Regions from separate parts of the Rattus norvegicus genome. Here region 1 is linked to region 2. The links are chromatin contacts, called in public Hi-C maps. All regions are on one chromosome and are shown on one strand. The core of a region is the stretch at or near the end of the contact, and the rest is flanking DNA. Distances in the headings are between cores, read along the strand shown.

Region 1 (5,666 bases), core at 1,968-4,467, 140 kb after region 2:
CAGCCTGAACCTTAAGGAACGAGTGATACATACGCTTTCACGGGTTATTCATTTTTATTTCCTGTTCAACTCCCCCAAATAGAGTCGGAAACTCTATCTTGTGGCATATTTTATCCATTTTGATTTTCCAAATCAGACCTAGCAACCACATTTCACAGCATACCAAAGAGAGAAACAGTTCTAGTGAGTTTTCAGAAAAATCACCAACTCTGAGTCCAAGTGGTGCAAATGCTGTGGAGTTCCCGTTAGCCCCCGTGAGCAAAGAGACGGCTTCATCCCTGCAGTGTAACTCGAAATTGGCACCTCTCGGTCCTTTAGAATGCTGAGTCAGCGTTCTCAAATAGAGGAAGTCCCAGGAGAGGCAAGATTAAGTCTTTCACTTTAAATGAATGATACATCTTTATGACTTCCCATGGTTACCTCTGTAATGAGAGGCGGGGGGTTCAGAGATTAGATACCAAAGCCCCAGAATAACAAGTCTGTTCTTCTGAATATCGCTCCTGAGACCTTGCTGGCCTCTCAGATGATTGCAGAATGATGAATCTATTGATCAGCCTCTTTCTTGGCTTCAAACCTGGGTAAATGAAGATGAGGGGCTGTGTCTCCTTCTAGTTAGGAGTGATCAGTGGTGAGCGATCTCTGTTCAGCCAAAGAAAAGAGGCCTCTAAAAAGACCAGGGACAATACAGGCAGATGAGGTGGTTATAGGCTCTTCCGAGGCCCCTGGGGGTTTATGGTGGCTAGCTTCCCAGACTGGTGTATCTCAGGCCACACCTGGTGGTAGGAAGTTCATTGAGAGTCTGGAGTTTGTATTTACAAAGCTCCTCTGACCTGGTTTAACTGGGTGCTAACCTGATAAAGGGCGTCACAGATAGTCACACTTGTCTTTTTTCTTACTTTTTATGAACTGCTAAAAATACTTCCAAGAGTCCAAATGTAGGTTTCTTCCTTCTACAATTATGGGTTAGGATTTTCTGGTTTTTTACTTGTTTGCCACCCCAATCCCCCCCCCCCCCGCCACACACACTGTAGTGAAATGTTTTAGATGTTTTAAAATCTTTTAGCAGAAGACTGTCAATGACCAAACAGACCTGCTCTTCCACCAAACACTCTGAACTCAAGCTCCATCCCAGGCAAGCCCTGTTAACTTGGCAACCCATTTAACCGTTTCGAGGCTGGCTTCTTGTTTGTGGAGTGTAAGCAATAAAACAGGGTTCTTTCTGTCTGCCTGGAAAACTTGTTAGGCACACCCAAAGAGAAGATCTGTGTGAATACGTTTTGGAAAACAGCGTTTGTGCCATGGTAGTAAACTGCCCAGCCAAGCGTTGGCCCGGAGGGGTCGTTTATGCTACAGAGGAGTCGCATACTAATTCAATCTGCTTATCTATTTTACCCCATGGGTCAATCTGCTTAATTAATTGTTGGTTACTCTGCTAAACTCATTCATACATTCAAGTCCTCCCCACAACCTGAATCGTCGGGTACTCCATTTTACCACTAGAGGGAGCACAGCCTTTTCAATTCCTTTTTCTCAGGAGTATTGATTATGCTGGATGGAGCCTTGGGCGTTCTCACACCACCAGACACTGAAGTAGGTACCAAGTCCCAGAATAACAAGTCTGTTCTTGATTTGAAAATATCTCATAAAAAAAGCAAAAAAGAAAAAGGGAAAAAAGAAAATAAGGAAGGAAGGAAGGAAGAGAAAATGAATCTCTTAATTAAAGTTAAATTAAAAGAGATTCATGAATATTATATAATTATAAATGTATGTGTAATATATACACATACTTCCTAATTCTGTCCACCTAGAAGACCTACAGTTGAATAGCATCCAACATACTTGTCGTGAAAAGCACAGCCAGTATCCAGGTCTTGGTTTTCAAACACCATTATTGATTTTTTTTAAAAGCTAGAATTTCTTCAGGAAAGTGGTTGATCCCAGGATTGGGTGGGAGAAAACACAAAATGTGCCTGGAGCACTGCGAACTAATTGTAAAGTATGTAAGCGCCTCAAACATGTTCTAAAAGAACATTGGGTCCAACTCAAAGGAACTCCCAACAGCCAAAGACGGGATAATCTGAAGAATAAAACACACAGCAGTATTAAAAATGAAGTTAATAATTGTGAACTCAACTCGTATATTAAAAGAGGGAAGAAAAGCAGCTCTTCTTACAACAGGATTCTAGTAACAGAGTAGAAGGAAACAGGAGACAGAACTCACTGCTAGGCGAGACAGCTTTAAGTGTGAATTGCTGGGAGAGCCATCAAGGCTCTCCAATCAGCGGGTGGACACTTGACAGGAATGGAATGGTTGCATGGGGTCCATGTGAGCTCCTAATCAGATGCTCATCTGGGGACCATGCAGGCCTAAGGACGGAGCTCCAGCCTCCAACACTATGTGGAAAAGCCCAGGCATGTGATTCGAGCTTGTAATCCCAGAACAATGTAGAAGGCAGAGGCAGGCAGAGGCCTCATTCACATGGTGACCTCCACTGGTCAGCCAGCCTTGTCCACATGGTGACCTCCACTGGTCAGCCAGCCTTGTCCACATGGTGACCTCCAGGCCAGTAAGAAACCCTGCCCAACAAACAAAACAAAATGAACAGCTTTTGAGGAAAGGTACACACAGTTGACTTTTGTCCTCCATGTGCACACCCACACCCACAGACTATAAGTGCCCACTCACCCACAACCACCACAACCCACACACTGACATACAGACACGTACGTATATGTACAAAAAAGATACTTGTCAATTATAAGTGAGAAAATAGTGCCTTTATGTTGGAAAAAAATTAGATACTATCTTCATAACGTGATGAAAATTAACATCATCATTTATAAGACATATCTAGATATAATTCACTAAGAACACATACATATATAGCATTGTACCAAACAGAGAAAGCCTTAACCTAAACTCAAGGGCTCACCAAAGTAATTTAATTTAATAGACGTGGTAAATGAATGACTAGTATTCTTCAAGGCAACACGAGAGACCGAGGAATTGTCACACCTAGAAGGAACTTCATGGGTTGGGACATCTGACTGGAATGCAGAATTCTAGGCTCTGAGAAAGAATGTTAGTGAGAAAACTGGCAATATTTACACAGGATCTGTAAGTTATTAAGTAGTTTAATATAAACCAGTAACTAGAAAGTCCCTTGGCTTAATCATTAAACTATATTTTCAAGATGTCGGCATTAGAGGAAGCTCGAGGAGCCTACAGGTGCAGTTGTGTGGCTGGCCTCCCACCGAAGTCAACACTCTCTCTAATAGGTAAGCCTACGACCGCTCAGCTCTTCTGTTAATTAATAATCGAAATCTTAAAACAACAAAAAATTCTCCTTAAAGGCTACCACAGACAACTAGAGCATTTTTTTTTTAGAGTAGCTCTGCCCAAAGTCTGTAACGCACAAAAAGTCACACCTATCCCAAATTAAAGGTGGCCGCAGGTGAAACCTTAGGAATTATGAAATATTTGATGGCTGATGAAAAGAAGGAGCTGGTGGGATTGACTGGTGTGGAAAACAAACAAACAAACAAACACTCTCCCAGCGGACAAAGAAACTCAATCACAGAAGCTAATAGAATTGACTTGTGGAAGCAAACTCAGAAGACAGAGTTCCTGTCCAGGTCTGAGTAAGATGGTGATTTCTAAACCAGGAGCTACTGATTGCCAGCGATGTTGGCAAATGTCAACTGGTGGGAAGATGTCACAGGTTGCTTGGACAGAAGAGTCAGAAGTCCTGGCGACCCATTAGGCCTCAGGTCACCCTGGAATGACCATTTCAACTTGGTCTCAACAGTGAAGTCACTTGGACGGCGTCCATGTTTGGTAAAAGAGAGGGGCTGTGACGACAGCTGGGGGAGCTGGCCCTGGAGAGGGAGAAAATGTTCTGAACCCACAAGCATCTGATTAACATTTCAAAGCCTTCCTTCAGGACAGTAACAGTCTTCAGTCACAGAATGGAAGTTCAATCTTCTTGCAAATTAAGAATTGGTGTCTAAAAAAGAAATGCCTCGTGTGTCGTTCACGTGGCCTCACAGGACACACCCTTCTCTTGTCACAAAGCTGGGGCCTGGAAGTACCTAGCTGTCATTTGCCATCACCCCAAGTATTTTAAATGAACCTCGGCATAGAAAGGTTAGGAAATGGAAGACGCTAGAAAGATGTTTGGCATAAAAACAAAATAGAAGATGTGTACAGCTAACTTCATTAGAACAACATCTTCCCCAAGTAAAGTCTAAAGTGTATTTTCAGGCAAGTGTTTTATTGAAACCCAATCAAACTTGTAATTATTTATCTAAGGATGTGTTATGCCAGACACATAGGATTAGTTATAATGACTTGCCTTTTGTTTTGTTTTGTTTTGTTTTGTTTTGTTTGTGATGCAAGGGATCAAACCCTGGGCTTTGTGCATGCCAGGCAAGTGCTCTACCATTGAGCTACACCCCAGCCCAGCTGTGGTAGCTTTCATAAGTCCAAGTTAGCTTCCCTGAACTGCAAGAGAAAAGAATGCTGTCATGCTTGGAATAGGGCCAATGGAGACTAGCCTTCCTTTGTGCGTGTTCTGGAGCAGATGAAGAGAATCTCAGGAAGCAGGGAATAAAATCAGGATCCCGAGAGAAGAAGACCTCGCTCTCAGAGGAAACAGTGAAGCAAGGAGGAGGACTGCTCAGACCTGAAGAAACTCAGGCGTGAGTCCAACTGCTTTCCACACAAGAGATCGAGCAAAGCCTTCAGTGCAGATGTAAAGTCTCTGTAAGAGCTAACACAAAATTGCTAGCCTTCCTAAAGAAAACAATTCTCATGGAATTATTTTTTAAAAAATAGGATATTTAAAAGGAAGAAAGAAAGGAGAGAGAGAGAGAGAGAGAGAGAGAGAGAGAGAGAGAGAGAGAGAGAGAGAGAGAGGAGAGAGAGAGAGAGAAGAGAGGCGAGAGGCTGGAGAGATGCTCAGTCATTAAGGTAACCTCTTCTCTTGAAGAGAACCTAGATTCAGTTCCCAGCACCAGCATGGGTCTGTTACTCTAGCCATGGGTCTGGAGCCCTCTTCTGGCCTCCACAGGCACTGCATTTGGTGGTACAAGACACAGATCCTAGTGAAACACGCATGCACATTTTTTTAAGGAAAAAGAAAAAAACAAAAAAGAAATAAATATGTTAGTGTTTGGAACAAAATGCAAAAACAAATTAAGATTTTATATGCATAGGTCTTTTGCCTACATTTATTTTGTGCACCATATGAGTGCAGTTCCCAGGCAGGCCAGAAGAGGGTGTTATTTCTTCTGGAGGGTAGTCACAGACAGTTGTGAGCCATTATGTGGGTGCTGGGAACCAAACCTGGTCCTCTGCAAGAGCAGCAAGTGTTCTTGACTGCTGAGCCATCTCTCCAATCCCAAAATAGTCATTTTTAACACAAAAGTATTTTCCTTCATATTGGATAATACTAAAAAGTACTTCAGTAGATGCATGTGCATGCACGTGTGTATGGGGGAGGGCACTGGTCAACATCATCTACCTTGTTTTTGAGACAGGGTCCCTCATCATCCTGGGGCTCACCAATTAGGCTAGGCTAGCTGGTCAGTAAGTCCAGGGATCTTTCTGTCTCTGCTTTCCCAGTGCTGAGATTATGAATTCGCAACACTTTGCTTATTTGGTT
Region 2 (5,591 bases), core at 2,421-4,920:
AGACATAAAGACATTTAAGGAACTGATTCGATTATCCGGGATGATAGAAAGGCTATAACATGTGATTTATTTTTTGGAAGATAAATTACAATGCCAGCATATCAGTTAGAAAAGGTAGGCTGTCAGCGTGGTTAGTGATGGAAAGTGGAAGCCATTAAGCAGGCCATCTGACGCTGAGATGCTTCCAGAACATAGAGGTTTGAAGTCCCAGCTGAGTGTTCATTGAAACAAAGGTACCTTCCTGGAGAGAAATCTTTATGTCCCATTCAGGTTCCTTTGTTGATTTAGAAAGCACATTTCTTTTTTCTTTTTTTTTTTTTCTATTTTTCGGAGCTGGGGCACATTTCTTAATAAATACTTGCATACTCTTAAAATATGCAGCCCAAATTGTTAGGGTTGTATCCCTTAAAGATGACCTTCACATAAAACCCAGGCCTTGAAATTACAGCATTGTGTTCTATGTTTCAGGTGAGGAAATATGAGGCAAGAATTTATTTTTCTCCTCTACAACTCCAGGATATTGGCTCCACTGGGCCTAATAAATTGTTTTCACAAGGAAACAGAGCATTCTGTAGCTTAGGTTACCTGATGCAGGGCGTTTCAAATGAGATGTATCCAAAACAATAAATAATTACAGGTTGGGGGGGTGGGGAGGAGGAACGTTGTAAGGGTGGGAAAAAGACGTCGTAACTAAATCAGGGGCAAAGACCAAAACTTAGAAATAGGAAGATCATTTCCAAAATTATACGTTCTACAGAGGAAATGAGACAGTGACAAAACAAGATAATAAAGAAAAAGGACAAAAGAAAGAAAACATCGAGGAGAGACATGGAGAGGGTCTTCAGCATAGAGGAACGTAAGTGCTGGGAGTCTACAACACGCAGACTGAAGAAGTATTATGGCTGCAACACTCTGTTCCCTGCTACATTTTGTTCCCATCTTGAAGTGAAGCTGTTGATCCAAAGGAGGATATAATCTGGAGTTTAAGATGCAGACGGTTTTCCTATGGAGGAAAGCATCTTACAAATGCTTGAACATAAACATGCATAGCAAACGATGGGACAAGTAAGGAAGCTTACAGCTTCAAAAAAAAAAAAGTGCTCTCTACTTGGAGAAGGTCAGAAGGTCTGTCCACTGTGGGAGTGGACAGCTACAATACTTTTGTCTCGGAACAGCCAATAGGAATGCTTTACAGTGCCTAGTGTTGTTTTAGGGACCGAGAAAGGCAGATGGGAAATAGAAGACTCAGGTCCTGTACTATCACTTCACCGTCTAATTACAAAGTGTTAAGGGAAAGGGGCCACGAGGGAACCATCCAAACCAGCTGTCATTGAGCATGACCTAGGAGATGTCCAGAGATGCTAAGTCAAAATACACACCCTTAACTCCCAAGACAGAACTCAATTTACCTGCACCAAATGTTGATAATGATCCATGCATACTGACTGGTCTTTCAAATTGCAGTTAGCAAGTAAGAGAGGGGTCAAAGGGGCAAACTTTCGGCTTATGCTTTTAGGCAATCCTTCCAGACCATTTTCAGCCTTCCGACACAACACAAGTTTCCCCGTTTGCGTTCTTCCTCAAAGACTTCTAATGGGTTTTCAGTACTTCCATCAAGATCCCCAGAAGCATTTAGGCTCCCACAAGCTGGAGTTAACTGCCTTACCCGCCTTGTGTGCTGCTCCCCCGGTTGCATCTGATACTCCCTGGAACATTCTTGCACAGCTCTAGGGGTTCAGGTGCCTTTGCAGACTCTGCGGCAGTTTTTCTACCTCTACCAGCGAAGTTTCACTTCTCTAGCTACAAGCAGGGCAAAGGTCAGCTTCCCTAGTTACTCAGCCTCGGCTTTAGGTGGAGCACCAAGGTCCTTGCTCCACGTCTGAGAGCTGTCCCTCCTGTAGTCAGTGATCCTATAGATCTATAGGAAAGGTTCTGAGCTTACCCGGGAGCAAGGCTAGATTCATCTAGTTTTAAAGTGACCTCCAGCATTGTGCCCTGCTTGAAAGATGGGGAAAATACCTCTGAACAAAACAAACGAACAACAAAAATAAAACACTCCAAACAAAAACTACAATAACAAGTCGAAGAACAGCAACAAAAACGATTTTCTGGGGCTTTTGCTCTTCCTTCGCCAAATCCTGAGATCACCCTCCCGCCCCCACGGCAAACACACAAACACGCACGCACGCACGCGCGCGCGTTCTCCCTCCTATAAGGGAGGATGAACTTCTAACCCTTTTGTCTCCACCTCCCCGGTGGGGTGCTGGAATTATAGGCATGCATCACTACCCCAGTTCTGTGTGGTGCTGGCAACTGAATCCAGCATTCTAGGCAAGCACTCTACCCACACAGCTACCTCCCCACCAAGTTCTTATTCTCAGTATCTGGTCCTCTACTGTTTAAATAAGAGCGATTCTTGGGAGTATATTCGGTTATTATGACATACTCTTCGGCCATAAATGGTCCCTGTGAATGGAAACCTCTCAGCTGCTCAAATTAAGCTCTATTGTTGCTCTACGATGCAGCCCACTCGGATCACTTTAGGCAGATTCTCAGAGCCTGAAACTGTCTCACAAACTCAATTAAGACAACAGCATTCTGTCTGCGTAGAATTTAAGCACCAATCATTAGGGAATTTTAGTTAATGACCACATCTATAGTAAGCGTTTTGTCGTAAACAACATGCAAAGAAATGATTCTGAGTCAAGGAGTTCTGAAAATGAAGGTAAGAATGAAGCAGTTGCTTGGGAGTTCAGTCTTCCACAGAAAAACGGGTGGAATCTGTGGGTAAAACCGTGAGGCTTTCACAGGGATCGAGGCGGAAAGCCTTATAAGGAGCTGTCTACATGGGGCCCTGACATTAGTCCAGTGACGCTCCCACGCTAAGTGGAGGGAACTGTTCCTGATCAGCGCCCATCTTTACTTAATTGTGAGGCTGCTTGTAGGACGAGAAGGGAATGGAGAGGGAAGCTCAACCCGGAGGTCTGACAGGATGCCCTGAAGAGCAACAGACAATCCCGAGGGTTTATGGTGTGGTTGGGATCAGGAAAAGAAAGGGCTGGGAGGAGAACATCAAGGACTGGAACTAACTACCTAACCCAGGGCAGATGAAGCCCACGGCCTCAGGCACAGCTAGGCCGCGGGGCCGGCAGAGGGCAGCAGTTGGGCTGAGAAGGCTGGCGGGGGCCAGCGCGGCGTCGGCGGTTCCAGAAGGTTCTCCTCCGGAGTGTGGGGAGCATCTATTACCCCACCAGCGGCCACGCGCCCTTCGCGCCACGTGAAAGCCTGGGCGAAGGCTCTCTCGGTCTGCTCCGGACCGCGGGGGTTGGAGGAGAGCGAGTGGAAGGAAGGGCGCATAGCTCGGCAGGGCTGGAGCTCGGGCGCCTCTCCTCCGGGTCGGTCAGCGCTTAAGGCTCGCGGGGCCGCCATCAGCCAGCGCGGTCCGGCCGAGGCGGCGCTCCGGCCGTCGAGGCCCACGGGGGCGCCCGCGGGAGCGTGGGCCGCGGACTTGACCGTGCGGGCGCCGCGCACGGCCGTATGCAAATGTCCTCATGGGCCGGCCCCCCGCGCCTGTGGGCCGCACGTCCAATAAGAAGCGCCCCCCGCTTGACACCTGCCTATATACAGCGAGCGCGCCCCGGCCGCGCAGCGCCCCGCGCACACCCACCCGCGGCCGCCCATGACTTCCAGCGAGATCGCCATGCCCGGCGAGGTGAAGGCCGACCCCGCCGCGCTCATGGCCTCGCTGCAGCTCCTGCCGTCACCCACGCCCAACCTCGAGATCAAGTACACCAAGGTAAAGCCGTCCTGCGGACGCTGCCTAGAAGCGTCCTCTAGATCTCTTCGGTGACCGGGTCCCGGAGGTCGCCTGTCATCCCCGCGCCTCCGCGGGGACCGCGATGCGGGCTTCTGAAGTTCCTCCCTGGCTTGGGGAGAGTCTGAGGGAACCGGTCCCAACCAGAAGGCAATGCGGGGTCCGCCGGGGGCGGCGGACCGTGGGGACTGCCTGGGGGGGTGGGATTTCTCAGAGCAGACCTGGGTCTGGTTCTGGGGATCCCTACGACTCCTTAGAACCGGCTAGGGTCCAGTCCTGAGGTCCCCTAGATGTCCCTAGGGCAGAACGAGGCTTAGTTCTGGGGTCCCTTAGATCTCAGAGCAGACCAGGGTCCGGTTCTGAGATTCCCCAGTTTTATCAGAGCAAATGGAGTTCTGCTCTGGGGTCCCCAAGTCCTGGCTCCAGCTGGCAGGGGTGTTCCTCTGGGCTTCCTCAGCGCATACCGGGGTGCAGTTCTCCCAGTCCCTCGGTCTCAGAGCAGACCAGGGTTCCCCGCCAGGTTGGCGTTGCAGTCCAGTGTCGCCCGGCGGTCCTTCGGATCCAGGGCTGTGCGACCGCGCCGGGTTAGCTTCCCTCAGAGCCCAGTCGCTGAAGGGTTGTCAGGACCCGAGTCCCACAGACTTCGCGGGGACCTGGCGGAGACGCAATAGGTCTAAGTCAGGATTTCCTCCGGATTTTGTAGGCAATGGACATTTTAGAAAAAGGGAAAACAACCGAATTCACGCAAATTAGGGAGCTCACTTTTGCACTGATAAGCCTAATGATTTTTTCCTAACGAATTCTGACATCTTAGTTTGTCAAGCACGAATTATTGTCGTTAAACTGCATTAAAAAGCAATACACGCCCGCTGCCCCATGTAAATTGATCCTCCACCACCACCGTTCTCAGGGGGAAAAAAATATCCACGAGGGAAATTTGTGAAATACATACACAAGGGGATTGAATGTAATAGCAAAGAGGCGACTGTAGCCTTTAAAGCCACACTTCCTGAGAGTTTATTTTAGAATACTCTTGTTTGATTTTCATTCCTACCGCAAACTTTTGCCAGTTAAATGCAGCGCACGCACAAGATACAGCTGGTAAGTGTTCCACCGCGAGCATTAGACGATACGCGAAATGTAGAGAAGTTAAGTTGCTCGCATCTGACAACTGTTAACGTCGAAAGAGAAATGCAAAAACGTCGTTTCTTAATTTTTGTTGCATTGAGTTTCAGAATAAGGATCGGTAGGATTCGTCTTTTTGAATGTGGATTTAGGTGGAGTTAATGTACCTGTTAGCTTTTAGATGGTGTGACAAATTTTTGAAAGCCATTTTAATGAGAGGTCGTTAATGGTTATAGCCCTTTAGGCATTGTTTGCATAACAATAGTGCCAGTGTGTGGCACATCTCGGGGTTTAGGAACAAGCCAGGAAAGCATGCACATAAAAGTTTTGTTTTATGAGGGTCCCTAACCTCTTCAGATGCGCTTTAGAGATCTTAAGAGGCAAGATCCACACGTGATTCCAGAGGGTTTGTTTTACACGTTTGATCAGATTATCCTAACAGCCCCTGAAAGTCTGCAGTAGATATCTTTTTTCAGAATTTCATTTGGAAGCTCCTCCAATTCTGCTTTTCTCTAGCCACCCCCTCTCTTCTCTCTCTTGTTCTACCCCAGTAGGAAAGACAACTGATTTATAGCTAATTGGAGCCTTTAATGTCGAGTCTTTTTAGCTCCATGAAGACTTTTATCCAGTATCCACTTTCCCACTTATTACC

What was found. A called contact is a pair of places that touch in the nucleus more often than the background predicts.
Region 1: a Hi-C map of kidney shows a contact between it and region 2, with 2.9 times the contacts expected there. The contact joins the enhancer-like site here to the promoter of Aldh1a2 in region 2. A contact is called at or near these places in 5 of 12 Hi-C or Micro-C datasets (the Rat2 cell line, Schwann cells, frontal cortex and 2 more).

Annotation. Positions count from the first base shown.
Region 1 is chr8:80,896,789-80,902,454 of GRCr8, forward strand. No RefSeq gene overlaps it. Among named protein-coding and RNA genes, the nearest start is that of Polr2m, 120 kb to the right of the region's middle. Within about 2 kb of position 3,218, at least 2 of the 93 cell types and tissues checked have an H3K27ac peak or open chromatin away from gene starts, as enhancers often do. A contact at or near this core is called in kidney, where this site is marked.
Region 2 is chr8:80,754,971-80,760,561 of GRCr8, forward strand. Aldh1a2 (aldehyde dehydrogenase 1 family, member A2) reads left to right here and starts at 3,671. Exons shown (of 14, transcript NM_053896.2): 1 at 3,671-3,796. The coding sequence starts at 3,680.